Regions from separate parts of the Mus musculus genome. Here region 2 is linked to region 1. Evidence: chromatin contacts called from public Hi-C data. All regions are on one chromosome and are shown on one strand. Each heading gives the region's core, a stretch centred on a gene start, on an enhancer-like site or on the middle of the called end of the contact. The rest is flanking DNA. Distances are from core to core; before and after follow the strand shown.

What was found. Hi-C and Micro-C count contacts between places; a contact is called where the count stands out from the background.
Region 2: a contact with region 1 is called in a Hi-C map of the G1E-ER4 cell line, with 2.6 times the contacts expected there. The contact joins two enhancer-like sites. A contact is called at or near these places in 3 of 15 datasets of contacts at CTCF or cohesin (CD8 T cells, embryonic stem cells and large pre-B cells) and 1 of 484 Hi-C or Micro-C datasets (the G1E-ER4 cell line).

The regions. Positions count from the first base shown.
Region 1 is chr3:14,907,867-14,914,657 of GRCm38.p6, forward strand. No RefSeq gene overlaps it. Among named protein-coding and RNA genes, the nearest start is that of Car2, 25 kb to the left of the region's middle. Within about 2 kb of position 4,250, at least 41 of the 459 cell types and tissues checked have an H3K27ac peak or open chromatin away from gene starts, as enhancers often do. A contact at or near this core is called in CD8 T cells and the G1E-ER4 cell line, where this site is marked.
Region 2 is chr3:15,192,096-15,198,886 of GRCm38.p6, forward strand. No RefSeq gene overlaps it. Among named protein-coding and RNA genes, the nearest start is that of Gm33819, 38 kb to the left of the region's middle. Within about 2 kb of position 4,281, at least 18 of the 459 cell types and tissues checked have an H3K27ac peak or open chromatin away from gene starts, as enhancers often do. A contact at or near this core is called in CD8 T cells and the G1E-ER4 cell line, where this site is marked.

The DNA.
Region 1 (6,791 bases), core at 3,000-5,499:
CGTGTCCACTTTTCCTCCCAGGTCCCTCCTCCCTCCCCACTTGTGGTTGCTTTCTTCTCTCTCCCAAGTGGGATTGAGGTGTCCTCACTTAAGGCACTTCATCTTGTTGAGCTTTTTGAGTTCTGTGGACTGTATCTTGGGTATTCTGTACGTTTGTGTGTCTGTGTTTTGATTTTTTTTTTTTTTTTGCGAATATCCACATATTAATGAGTACATACCATGCTTGTCCTTTTGGGTCGGAGTTACCTCACTCAGGATGATATTTTCTAGTTCCATCCATTTGCCTGCAAAACTCAGGATGCTCTTAATATCTGAGTAGTATTCCATTGTGTAAATGAACCACATTTTCTGTATCCATTCTTGTGGAACATCTGGGTTGTTTCCAGCTTCTGGCTATGACATATAAGGCTGCTATGAACATACTGGAAGGTGTGCTCCTGTGGCATGGCAGGACATCTTTTGGGTATCTTCCCAAGAGTAGAATAGCTGGGTCTTCAGTTAGTTCTATTTCCAATTTTCTGAGAAACCTCCAGATTGATTTCCAGAGTGGTTGTACCAGTTTGCAATCCCACCAGCAATGGAGGAGTGTTCCTCTTTCTCTACATCCTCTCCAACAAGTGTTGTCACCTGAGGTTTTGATCTTACCCATTCTGATTGGTGTAAGGTGGAATCTCAGAGTCGTTTTGATTTGCATTTCTCTGATCTGCTAAGGACCTTGAACATTTCTTTAGGTGCTTCTCAGCCATTTGAGATTCCTCAGTTGTGAATTCTTGGTTTAGTTCTATGGCGCAGGTTTTGATTAGATTGTTTGGTTTTTTTGGTGATTAAGTTCTTGAGGATTTTTTTTTATATACTTTGGATATTAGCCCTCCATTGGATGTGGGGTTAGTGAAGATTTGTCTTAGCAACTATGTCCTTTGCCTTATAGAAGCTTTCAGTTAATAAGGGGACACTGGGAGAAACTGGCAGTTAGGACTCCAGCTCTAACACATCTTTACCTTTTAATGATAGGATACAGGTCAATTCCTAACACTGTTCAAAATAACTCTTCTTGTAAGAGGTATTTTACATGAAAGTGAAGTTATAAATTATATTCTCTACTAATTTTGAAGTAACACGTGTTACTTCTTGAGAACAGATTTTATGGATTATGTAAGATAACTTTTAGTCCTAAAATCCAATATAAGGTTTAAAGGGGAAATGCATAATGTAGAACCTTGTATACTTATAATTGTATAAACTCAAGTCTTTTGTAATAGACAGGATTTTTCAACAGAATTTTTGTGTAGGTGTTCAGCAAGAAATACCAAAGTTATTTAGCTATATTCATTTCCCTGATGTCTTTATATGTATTTTACTACACATTTTCATTTTATATAAAGCATGTAACTCTTGCCTATATCTTATGCCTCACCAACTTGTCAGTTTTCCTAGACTGTATGGCTAGGAGATAGGTTGGTTCCTAATGAGGAAAAAGCTATTTCTATGATATGAGCATATGGTCTTGCTGCCAGTTTATGATGTAGGGCCCTAATCTTGTTAGTTGACAAAAACATTTCCTGATTAAACATGAAAGCCAACATAAATTTGGTTTTATACCAACTCAGTTTAGGAAAACCACTCTTTTGAACTTCATTAAAACTCCAATAGGTTGGCACATCTGGATTTCAAACATTAGGCTTATTTCATAAAGAATACTGAATAATAGTTTACATAGTTTACCTTTGCTCTGTAAGAACAAAAAACAAAAATTTCAAGCTTGTACTGGAAGCACATGCAAAGAGCTGACAAAACTAAATCTTTTCATGGTTTAGTCATGGCCCCTGCATCAGATTTTTCCAGTTGATCTTGTATTTCACAATTTACAGTTTACAAAAGCTGATTCCTCTCATTCTTTGAACACCTAGGGGACACATAGTGCACCATGCAAATCTTAACTTAGATTTTAAACAAGAAGCATCTTGAAATAAAGAGTTATACTCCACAGAACTTTCCATAAACAAGTGAGCATGGACATGCTGGGCAGTGACCATGGACATGTATGTGCTAGGCTGGGGCTGCACAGAGAACTGCCTAACAGAGAAAGAACAAACCAGCTTGCTGTGCCTATAGGACAAGGGCAGAACCACACAGGCATGCAGGGAGAGGCTTGTCCTTAGCATTGTCTGACTCTTACTCCTCGCGTTTTTCTTTGTGAATTACGATGGCCTGAATTGTCAGTATTCCATGCAAAGTGTCTACTCATACGAGATAGTGTTCTCTAGCCACGGCCAGGCCTTCCCTGTGCTCTGAGCGGGGATGGTCAGTCTTCTAGGTATAAAACCAGGCGAAAACCTGTTAGAATTATGTTTTTTAGGAACAGAAGCCACTTAACTTCCACGAGTAGAGTACAGATGTGCTATTTACTTCCTAGTCTCTGAGATTTTTGTTCTGTTTTGCTCTGATCAAATACCCCACCAAAAAGCAATGTAAGCAAGAGAAGGACTTACTTGACTTACAGTTCTGAGTTATAGCCCACCATTTTGGAGAAGTCAATTCAAGACACCAATAGTTTGTCACCTTGTATCCTCAGTCAAGAGGAAAGACAAAGTAAACGCATCCTTGCTTGATTGCTCTCAGCTATCTTTCCCCTCACTTATACTGCTCAGGACCACTTTCCTAGGCACTAGGTATGACCCAAAATAGACTAGGTTACCCTACATCAGTAACAAGGCAGTTTACCAGACATACCCATGAACCAATCTGACTTAGATAATTACTCAAACAAGACTCTCTTCCCATGAGATTCTAGACTGTTTCAAGTAGACAGTTAAAACTAACTAACACACGTCTTTCTTTGTTGAGGCTCTTATTGATGGAGTTCTTCACGGACCTTTGTTTCTTCTCCAGTCTCCATTAGATGGATATAACCTACATTTGGAACTGGAAGTTTTATTTGGTGATGAGAGATATTTTGTTTTTACTTTGGTTGCCCATTATTTGATGATTTATATTTATTTGTATATATCCGAAGAAGTTTTTACTGTATTAGGTTTCCATAAGAACTCTCCAATGGCTTTAGTTTTAACTGTCCCTCCTTGTACTCCTTCTCTTACCATCCTTTTCCCTTCCTCTCCCCATGGGATTCTCTTCTTCTAGTCTATCCCCCATACATTCATATTTCCCTTTCCTAGGAAGGCATTTCCCTCCTCTAGCCACTTATATTACATATGATATCTATGGATATATGGATTGTAGAGCTTGCTTATTGAAGACTTAAAAGGCAACATTCACAAATAAGGACAGGTCTTATGCTCAGCAGTAGAAGCTCAACACAAAATACACTAAATTGCATTTTTGAAAGTTCATTGTTTCACAATACTTTGTCTGAGTAACTCTTAATCTCTCTCTCTCCCCCCCTCCCCCTTCTTTCTTTCTCTTTCTCCCCCCCATAGGTCTTTGAATGTATATTGTGGTTTCTGGTGTTGTATTTTTATGGGATTTCTATGCACGTGACCTTATGTGTTTCTTCTGTGCTTCCTCTATGACTCTTTTTCTTCTGTTAGTTTGTTTCATTCTTTTCTGGTTTGTTCATTTTAATTTTCTTTTTAATTTTTAAATTTTTTAGGTGCCTTGTATTCTAATGAGAAAGATAAAGAAAGGATGGGGATTTGGTGGGTGAGGAAGTGGGAGGATCTGGGAGGAGTTGAGAGAAGCAAAACTGTGATCAGACTATATTACATAGCAATAAATGTGTTTTAAATAAAAATAATTAAGATAAAAAGTTCCGAATATGTGTGAAATCTAGGGCTTCATGCATACTGGGCAAGCTCTTGACCACCAAGTAGCATGAGAGGCAACCCAGTTCAGGGCTCCAAATTCTTATCTTCCCTCCAGATTGTTATTCTCTTATGCAACTGTCCATAATACTTCTATCCAACTTCTGGATGTCAAAAAGGCATTTAAACTTTTATATATCCAGAAAGATCACTGAGTTCATCCCTGTAACCTCTCTTAACTCTCTCTGTGCCGTAAAAGGGCACTACTTTCAATACTAGACTTAATGAAAAAATTTAGAAATCACATATGACTTATTTTTCCTTAACACTCTTCATTCAAGCCTTACGCAAACCCTTTTGTTTTCATGAAGCAAATCATTTCAGCATGTCTCTCTGCCTCTATTTTGTAGTGAAATTTCTATACTGGAGCTGCATTCAGCCATCAAAAGAACAAATAACATCACATGCTTCCCTCCGTGACAAGGAAACTCAATTCTTACCATCTAGGCTTTGTACTATGGCTTCCTGTTCAGAGTCTTTGCTCTTCTCCATTTCCTGATTTTTCACTAGTTGCCTACACTACAGTTTTGTATTTTTGTGCTCTTCTCTGGGCTGTCTATCCCTGTTACTGCTTGTCTCAGCTGGAAAAATGGCACAAAGAAGAGCTAATACTGTCATAAAACACTCTGCTTGCAGACTGCACAAGGTCTGCCACTGCAAACCTCTTTAACACTAGCACTGGGAAGGCAAGTATGGGGCCAGCTGGGTTACAATGAGCTCTACATTAGCAGGGTTACAGAGTGAAACCCTATCTTAAAACCAAAATGAAACAAAACCGAAACCAAACAAACTAACGCCCCAAACTCACAAATTAAAAACCAATCTCCCACCACAGCCTATCACTTTTCCTGTGTAACTTCTGTTGTACTTTAGGCAAAACATTTACGATTGTTTGGAATGACTTTATTTACTTATCTATTTATATACTTTATTCATGGAGTTTGTACTGTCTGGTTTTGTGTGTCAAATTGATACACAAAATGGAGTTATCACAGAGAAAGAGCCTCCCTTGAGGAAATGCCTCCATGAGATCCAGCTGTAAAGCATTCTCTCAATTAGTGATCAAGGGTGGGAGGGCCCATGGTGGTTGGTGCCATCCCTGGGCTGGTAGTCCTAGGTTCTATAAGAAAGCAAGATGAGCAAGCCAGGGGACGCAAAGCCAGTAACATCCCACCATGGCCTCTGCATCAGCTCCTGCTTCCTGACCTGCTTGAGTTCCAGTCCTGACTTCATTTGCTGATGATCAGCAATGTGGAAACTGTAAGCTGAATAAACCCTTTCTTCCCCAACTTGCTTCTTGGTCATGATGTTTTGTGCACGACTAGAAACGCTAAGACAGAGTTTAGTGGCCTACAGTTTATAGGCTTTGACTGTATGCCATTCTTCTGTGCATGGCTGTAGGAAGGTTAACTGGACACTTGAATTCTTGGTGGCAAAGGTGTTACGGTAGAAAGGCTTAATGAATCAGGATCCTTTCTATAATACATATTTGTACTTAAAGACAGGTACTCCATAAATGTCAGCTATCATAATAATAAAGACATAAATTTTGATGTAGAAAACTAGCCACTCAGTATCCACTAATAAAAGCCTTTTTCTAGCATTGAAGGGGGCATGGTGACATAAACTTTTTCATGTATTGCTTATAAAATTATGAACCCCTTCAGAACCAGATTTTAAAGCTGTGGCAGAAGATATTAGTGATTTTTAAGTATCACCTGATCTTTCAAATGAAAGTCCATTTAAAAATGAGGATGGAAATTTACAGTGGTGGGGTTATTAAAGTTCTTTTTCATACATTTTTTTCTTCTATTCTCAACTTCCTCTTACTACTTTTGTTGTTATTATGAGTGTATGACAGAAAAACATGATGATTTGGGGCACAGTAGACTTGTTTTTTTAGTTTGGCCTCTGGTAATCTAGCCTTCATGTACAATTATTTGAAGGTTTTCATAATGAAAAGCTACATACACTTACCAAGCATATAATACCCATATTTTCATTGCCTTCTATTAGCAAAACTCAGTTTTTCTTTTCCTGCCTTCTCATCTCAGTTACAAACGTAAATCAGCAAAAACGAAAACTAAGTACTAAACCCCTGGAAATCAAATTATTTTATTGATTCGTATGTGGTTTTTCACAAGTCTTAATTCCCCTTTCCTTGGAAACAGAGTACCATCAAGGACTACAATGTATTTATTGATTCAAGGTCCCTGATTCTGTAAGTAAGCACTATTTATCTTTGGCTGATAGGCTGTCTTGTTCATATCTACAATTACCTTTAAATATTTACCTCTGAAATCCCAGCCATGCCCTTACCCTTCCCTTTTATCAAACAACCTCACTTTCTACTTCAGTGAGAGAGTGAAGGCCATTCGGCAGAACTAGCGTCTTCCCTTTATTGGGACCAGAAGTGAGCCTGGAGTGAACATTTCACCAAAAAGACTCAGCTTGTTCATTTCAGTCCTTCCACACGATTATGTCTGCTTCCTTGGATTGGCTTCTATTTTGAATACTATCTCTATCACCATTTCAAAAATTACCAGTGTTTTCTTTCTTTCGATTTAGACATAAATCTCACACATGGCCAAAAGATGGCTCCTGCAACTTTTCTCTTCATTTTTCCCACATGAAAAGTAGACTGCTCTCCCTGTCTGTTGGGACCTTTCCCTGACACTTCTTGTGACATATTCTAGCTCTCATCTTCACTAAAAAACAAATACAATCCATCCAGAATGGCTTTGGCTGACTTTGATTGTTTAAAAGATAGAAGTAGTTTGGAGATCTCATAGCTGGCTAAGACCACTGAGACAACCTTCTGAAAACTTTAAGGCTAGCAAGCAAGAAATTTCCAAGTCATTCTAGCTTGATTTCTCTACATCCGGCAAAAAGGTATGTGCTCTGGGTCTGTTGGGTATCCAAGGACTGACTCTTGCCTATATTTTTGGGGGGCATCTCGGGCCTCCGTGACCA
Region 2 (6,791 bases), core at 3,031-5,530, 280 kb after region 1:
GAATTTAAAATGTTTCTTTTTTTCTTTTTCATGAAAATGAAGTTTGTTATAACTGCTACATACGTACATAAAATGTATTTCAGGGAGCTATCATGGGATGTTTCACTGTACGTACCAATATGTAAATTTAAATCAGGCAAAAAAAATCTGTCTCCAATATTTTTCATTTGTAACTAAAATACTAAATAATCCATGTTTTCTTGCTTGTAATATAGATCACATTACTGCCCACAACTGTGCAGTGACACTGGGGAGTGAACCCCTTACTTTTCCTAACAACTTTAGCACCATCAACAACCTCTCCTCCCCACCTCCCCCCTGCCCCCAGCCTCCAGTAACCGGCTTCCCCTCAGTTTCCCTTGGCAATGCTCTGGCTGTTTGCTTTCTTATTAATGCAACATTTTCTCATACATAAATTTCATCTGTCATCGCTATTTTGTTTTAATGCTTAGTGATGACACTGCAGTAAGGTGGTTGTGGTTGGACTGAAACTACTACCATGGGCGTCTTACCAGCCCACCAGGAAATTGTCTTCATAAAAGACATTTTTTAGCACAGCCTGGAAGTTCTCAGTCACAGACAGTGACTCCTGGGATGTTTCTTTGCATTTATAGATTAAGTGTATTTCTTGAAGAGTTAAGACTAGAAAACAAACAAACAAACAAACAAACAAACAAACAAAACTAAAAATGACCTGAAAGAACATCCAAAGACTCTCCTTTCCTTTCAGCTGTGATGTCATGGTATCTGACACTAAACTACTCTCAATTACGAAACTTTAGATAAAAGTAAACAAACAAAAACTGGAAAACTGTTTCAAAGTAGTCAGTCATATCTATTCCTCATTGCCTTGGACATGAAGTCTTCTAATTTGATATCAAGAAAGCAATTAAGCTTCATGTAGTCTTTATATTTCTAATTAAGAATGTGTTCCTTTTAAGAATAAAACTTTTCATGGAAATGAGTTAGGATCATAGCATTTATTAATGTGTCTTAAACATTTATAGGGAATATGCACTATGTCCTGTACCATAATTCAGCATAATTTGGGGTTAGGCTGTTTCTTGTCCTATTTCTTGATGTAATGAGAGCAACAATTACCCAAATAGTGAGAGGTTCTAGCAGATCTCTGAAGCTGCTGAACATAAAATGGTAGTGACTATATACATTGGGCAACTTCAGAGAAATAGATGGCCTGTTTATTTATACTCACTAGCCTTTATACCCCACCCTTAGTCTGTATCACTTAGATGGCCACTTCTTAAAAGCTCCCGAGAGAGAGAGAGAGAGAGAGAGAGAGAGAGAGAGAGAGAGAGAGAGAGAGAGAGAGAGAGAGAGAGAGAGATTTTGGCCTGTCTTGCATAATACCTACTATAGTTGTCACCAAGGTTCTCTGCATAGTTTTGCCCTTCTTATACCCTTGGCAAAGACAGTATTTCCAGACCCTATTGCTAGTAAAGACAGAGCCTCAGCCTACGTCTTTAACACCAAATAAGGCACTGTGCCATAGACTTAATGTTCTTCTTATTTTATTTGGGTTTCACAGAGTGAGGCTTGCAAAGAGTCTTGAGGCATACAAATTTATTTTGTAGGAGAAATTCAGGTTCTCAAATTACTGATTTTTCAAATTTTATTTTCATGGAATTTCCAGGAATTGTTTAGTTTTATGGACTGAACTTTTATTTTTGTTTCTTTTCTTCTCTCTGTCTCTCTGTCTCTGTTTCTATCTCTCTCTTTCTCCTTCTCTGCTTTGTTTTAATTTCTATAGATGCACATACCTTTGTTCTTTTATTCATTAATAAACCAATATGAATTACATTAGTATTCTGTTCATTTCATCCTTTATCATTTTTATATAATATCCTTTTCTGCTTTGGAATTCTATCTGGGATATCACAATCCATTTAGATATTATGTCTTTATGGATTTCTCTAGGACATGACAGTTTCTTAGTCACTCTTTGGTTTTGTCAATGTGATGGTTTTGAATTTTATTGGTTCATAGAACTTCTCTGAATTTTCGAATATCTTGAGATTAGTTAATCAGATGATAGCCAGAAGGTAGTAAGTGACAATTTAAAACTATATGATTACTACAGATTAGTTGAAGGAAATTAGGAAGAATTAACTATTTGCAGATTTTAGGGGGTAGAGAAAACGAGTAACAATTAGAGGGTGCAGGGGTTGGTTATTAATACTTGATCTTTGGTGTTGTTTTAAAAATCCAATTATGAATGATAGAGTTTCTGATTTAAAAAAAAAGCTTTCTGAGACTTTATTGCTCAAATTGTCTCTGATTTGGATAGGTAGCCATCAGTTTTTACTCTAAAAAAAGGAAAGACAAAACGAGCAAGGCCGTCTTCATCAGTGAGCAAGTGCCGTGACCGCTTTCAACTGAATTGCAGTTCCCACTGCTGTCATTTCTTCTTGGACGCACTCATGAACAGATTGCTTTTGCATAACTGCCTCGCCATCTGGTGGCAACATGTGGAAACGAGAAGGATCAGTCTGGAGATGTGAGCTGAGCAAGCTCTTTCCCTTGAAGAGGATACTTGATGAGATATACCACTTTTCTAAAACATTATACCATCATAATTTTACACCTTTATTGACCAACCATGTTTACCAAATTGACTCTCTATGTCAAGGGGAAGGCCAGTTTCTGAATCTCATATTCTAGCTGAAAATGACTTTGGTAAAATTTTCTAAGATTTCTAATCTGGCTTCCTGTGACACTCTCTTATTTATTTATTTTCAGAAACCACAAATTACAAGTCCTTGACAAATAATCATAAAATAAGTATTAGGCATATTGATTATTATGAAACATGTGTGAAATGTGTAACCCTCATAGTCCATCAAGCCAATGAAAAGGAGCAGAAATTGTTTCAATATTAGCTTAGGCCTACCACTAACTATGGTTGTCTGTTCCAAGTAGAATTTGTACCCTCCTTTGGTTTGTCTCAGAGATAGCATGGGCATGGATCAGCTACCATGATAGTGATTCAGCTACCATGTATAGCACGTCCTGGGGAGACAGGGACACAAAGCAGGTGCTGGAAGATGTAATTTTTGCTGGCTTCACTTTTGATTTTGAAATGTCTGTTGGCTCATTCTTGCATCAATCACAGAACTATTGTTTATAGTCTTCTGCTTACCAGACATGTTCCAGTTCACTGCTCCTTCTCTGGACCCTGAAAAACAGAGAGTGATACAAAAATATGTTGGAATTAATTTTGTGTTTCTGGATTCTTGAGAAACATACATCCATCATTCTTAGAAGCAATACACATTGAGCAAGTCTTTTCAAGAAAGAAGAGTAGATTTGATGGATGGAAGGAGAGATTACTTAAATTCCAGTGTCCTGAGGGATGCCACACATGTTTCAGGGGAGCATGTAGTTGTATAACTCCTGACTACTGGATATGGGAATTCTTATGCCTTCTAACCACTGTATTTTGCCTTACCCTGGAGTTAGAGTTGGTAAACATTTCCTAAACCACAGACTCATTGATTGAGACTATTCTCAACTACATGTTAAATAAGATTTTTGCTCTTTAATTTATCGAAGAATGTTATTGAACGTCTGCTTCATAACCTCAGATAAGTAGGTCACTGGTAATGGTAATAACTTGATGACTGTCTTGTAGGTGTTTGCATTGTGTCAAACATGGCCTGCCATTCAAATGTACACTCAACAAATATTTTTAATGCTGTTTTGCACTAAATATATGTAGGTGTGTGACCTGTGGAGATCCAGCAAAAAGGCATAAACGTTCCTGCTCTCTGGAAACTTACAGTCTGGTGAAGAGAAGCAGACACACAAATGCACAAAACAAATGAGTAAAAAGAATTAGCCAGCACTGAAGGCTACTTTGGGCCATTTGGTCAGAAGCTAGCTCTGTCTGAACAATGAGAATCCTGTTAGATGTATATGTCACATGTATGTGAGTCCAGTTAAGGATCCAGCTAGGGCAGATGGAGGAAAACAAGCTTGTAATATGTTAGAGATAGCAATTCTTCAAATGAAGGTTTTTATTGTTCTTGGATCCATCCTCGCCAAGAAGAGACAGTTTTCAGCTAGCAATCTGACAACCCAGATCAACCCAGCTGTGTTCTGTACACCATCACATGGATTCACAATAACTTCTTGCTCAACATAATCCTGTACCCAGAGAGTAGCTTGAAAGAAGCCTGTGTGACCTTTGAGCATCTGTTGGGAATGTTAGCATAGTTTGCTTGTTGTACCAGACACTGCACACAAAGTTCTTTTGGTTTCATTTTCACAAGGAGTAAGTAGTATTTTTATTTTATAGACATGTGAGCTGTGCAACATGCCTCATAAACAGCTCAGATTTCACACTCAGATTTCTTTTGAACATCAAAGGAAAGAGAAACAGAAGAGCCATGGCCAGTGATACTCTGTTTAGAAGCAATCTTAACCTAGGGAGCCACTGAGGAGTCTTAGTATTCAGTAGGAACTATAGCCATGTGTCTGTGTCCAGCATGTACCTGCCTTCCCATACTCACCAACCTGCAGTAGTTGATACCTTCTCATTTCTGAAAGATGATATTTCTACAAAAATCACTCTTAATATAGGTGTGGCTCTGAAGGGGATATTCATTTAGCCTTAAAAAGTTAAGCCTCAGAAATTAAGAAAAAGATATATACGTATATATGTTTTTAAACTATGTAAAACAAGAAATGACCAATTTATGTTTTTTTGTTGTAAAAAAAAGCATTAAAAAAGAATGAAGTTATCTGCCAAGAAATTTGTCATTCATATGAAGTAAAAATAGTATAAGGTTATTCTTGTTGGAGTAAGTAGTTATGTATAATATAAATTTCCATTTTGAGAATGAAACTAAAAAAGAAATTCAGATTATCCCAGAACTGGGGAGATGGCTCAATAGTAAAGAAAAGGGTTTACTGCCCAAGCAAGTGGAGGGTTCTCCGGCACCTACCTAAATGCCAGGAGGGCATGGAGGCTTTGCTGTAATTCCACCACTCCTTCAGCAGAGACAAGGGTCACTGAAGCAAGCTGACTAACAAGAGTAACTGCAATAGCAAGGTCTGGGGTCACTGCGAGATACTGGTCAATTAACAATATAGCAGTGAGCAAGAAGACTTCTGTTACCTCCACATGCATGTGCAGAGGTTTGCACACTCAACCAGACACATAGATTCACACACGGACAGACATGTATACATATCACAGACACACACAAAAACACAAACAAAAAATAAACAGTTCAAGTGTATCAAATGAATCACTATGTGATGATCTTCATGCAGATCATTATTAATGTAGAACAAGGCATGTAATTAAACTTTGTTAAATTTTTCAAAACAAACCTGTGTTTTGAATACACTCATATTTGAAATATAAAGTGCTTTTCAGACAAAAGACAGCTCCTTTGAGCAAATGCAGTATACAGATGGTATAGGAGATTAATAGAAAATTTAAAAGGAAAAAAAAAAAAAACCAGAGACTAGAACAGGGTACATTCTGTTTATCTGCGCATTCACAGTGACAAGCATTTGTAAATGAACCTTCCTTTGATGCTGGCCCCATGGTAAGCTCACAGAGAGCTCCAAGGCTGTGCTTCATCATGAGTCTTCAGATGGAAGCTTGTCAATAACAATATGCAGTGATTCGCAGCAGGACTGAATCCTACCTGACCACTCAAGCAGAGGACCCTGAACCTCTGCTGTTGCTCATCTGGCACATCCTCATCAAAGCAGAGAGTGAGACAGAGCAGGACATTGTCGTGTTCTCTCAGCCACAGCTTGCTATCCCACCAGGCCTTCCCTACACAGCAAATCTTCTCTTCCATAAGCACGCAGTGATGCAAACGTTGCAAAACCTTTTCCTCCAACTTAGAAAGGCCAGGTGATTTTTTGCTATTGTTGTTGTTTTTAACAGTTAACATTCCCAGCAATTTGGCCTATATGCTCTTCATCAGGCATATTATTTGGATGTAGGAAGCGAAAACCTGTGATACACTATCTAAATATATGGCCTCACAGAGTTCTTACATATTGAACCAAGAGAAAAATGTTTCCAAGGACCTCAGAGAGTGGAATCTAGTAAGTATGTATTGCAATAGACTACAAAAAGGACTCAAAGGCAAAGCTGTATAGCCTGGTGGAAGGCAAAATTACCCTTCTCTTCCAACTTTACAAGAAAAGAGGAAGTAGGAGCAGAAGCCAAGCGCTCCTTGTAAAGGCAAGCAAGATGCTTTCGCCGTGGCCTAAGAATGCTAATAAAACATTAGTGTCTAGTCTATTGGAAACTGAACATTGGTCTCATAAGATATCAATACTCCTCAAATATTCAGGTAGCTGCAGCCTGAGTCACAGCATACAGGAATTAAAGGCAGGCAAAGGGACAAGTTTTAAAGTAAAGACCCGTCAAATTGTGTTTTAAAGAAAAGGAGCTGATAGAACAAGAGAGCTTCTATTAACTTACATTAGGGTAATTTTAAAGGATCTTAAAGGACTTTTGCTAATGTCTATTTAAAATATGAATATGTTGAGATGCTATCCTACATATGTTTGAATTCATTAAAAATAAACTCAGCCATCAATAATGTGTGGGTCTTGCACTGAAGACAGAAATAAAAGTACTCTTTCTTGGTGTCCTTTAAAACAGGATCCAGCCCAGATTTGAATGCTCTAATTCATTCTTCCTGTCTTTTATTGTCCCTGCCTGCCTGTTATCCAAATGTGAAACTGCATGAATGGTGTCCCTGTGTCTGTGGCCCTGTGATTCTGAGTGTGTGTGCCCC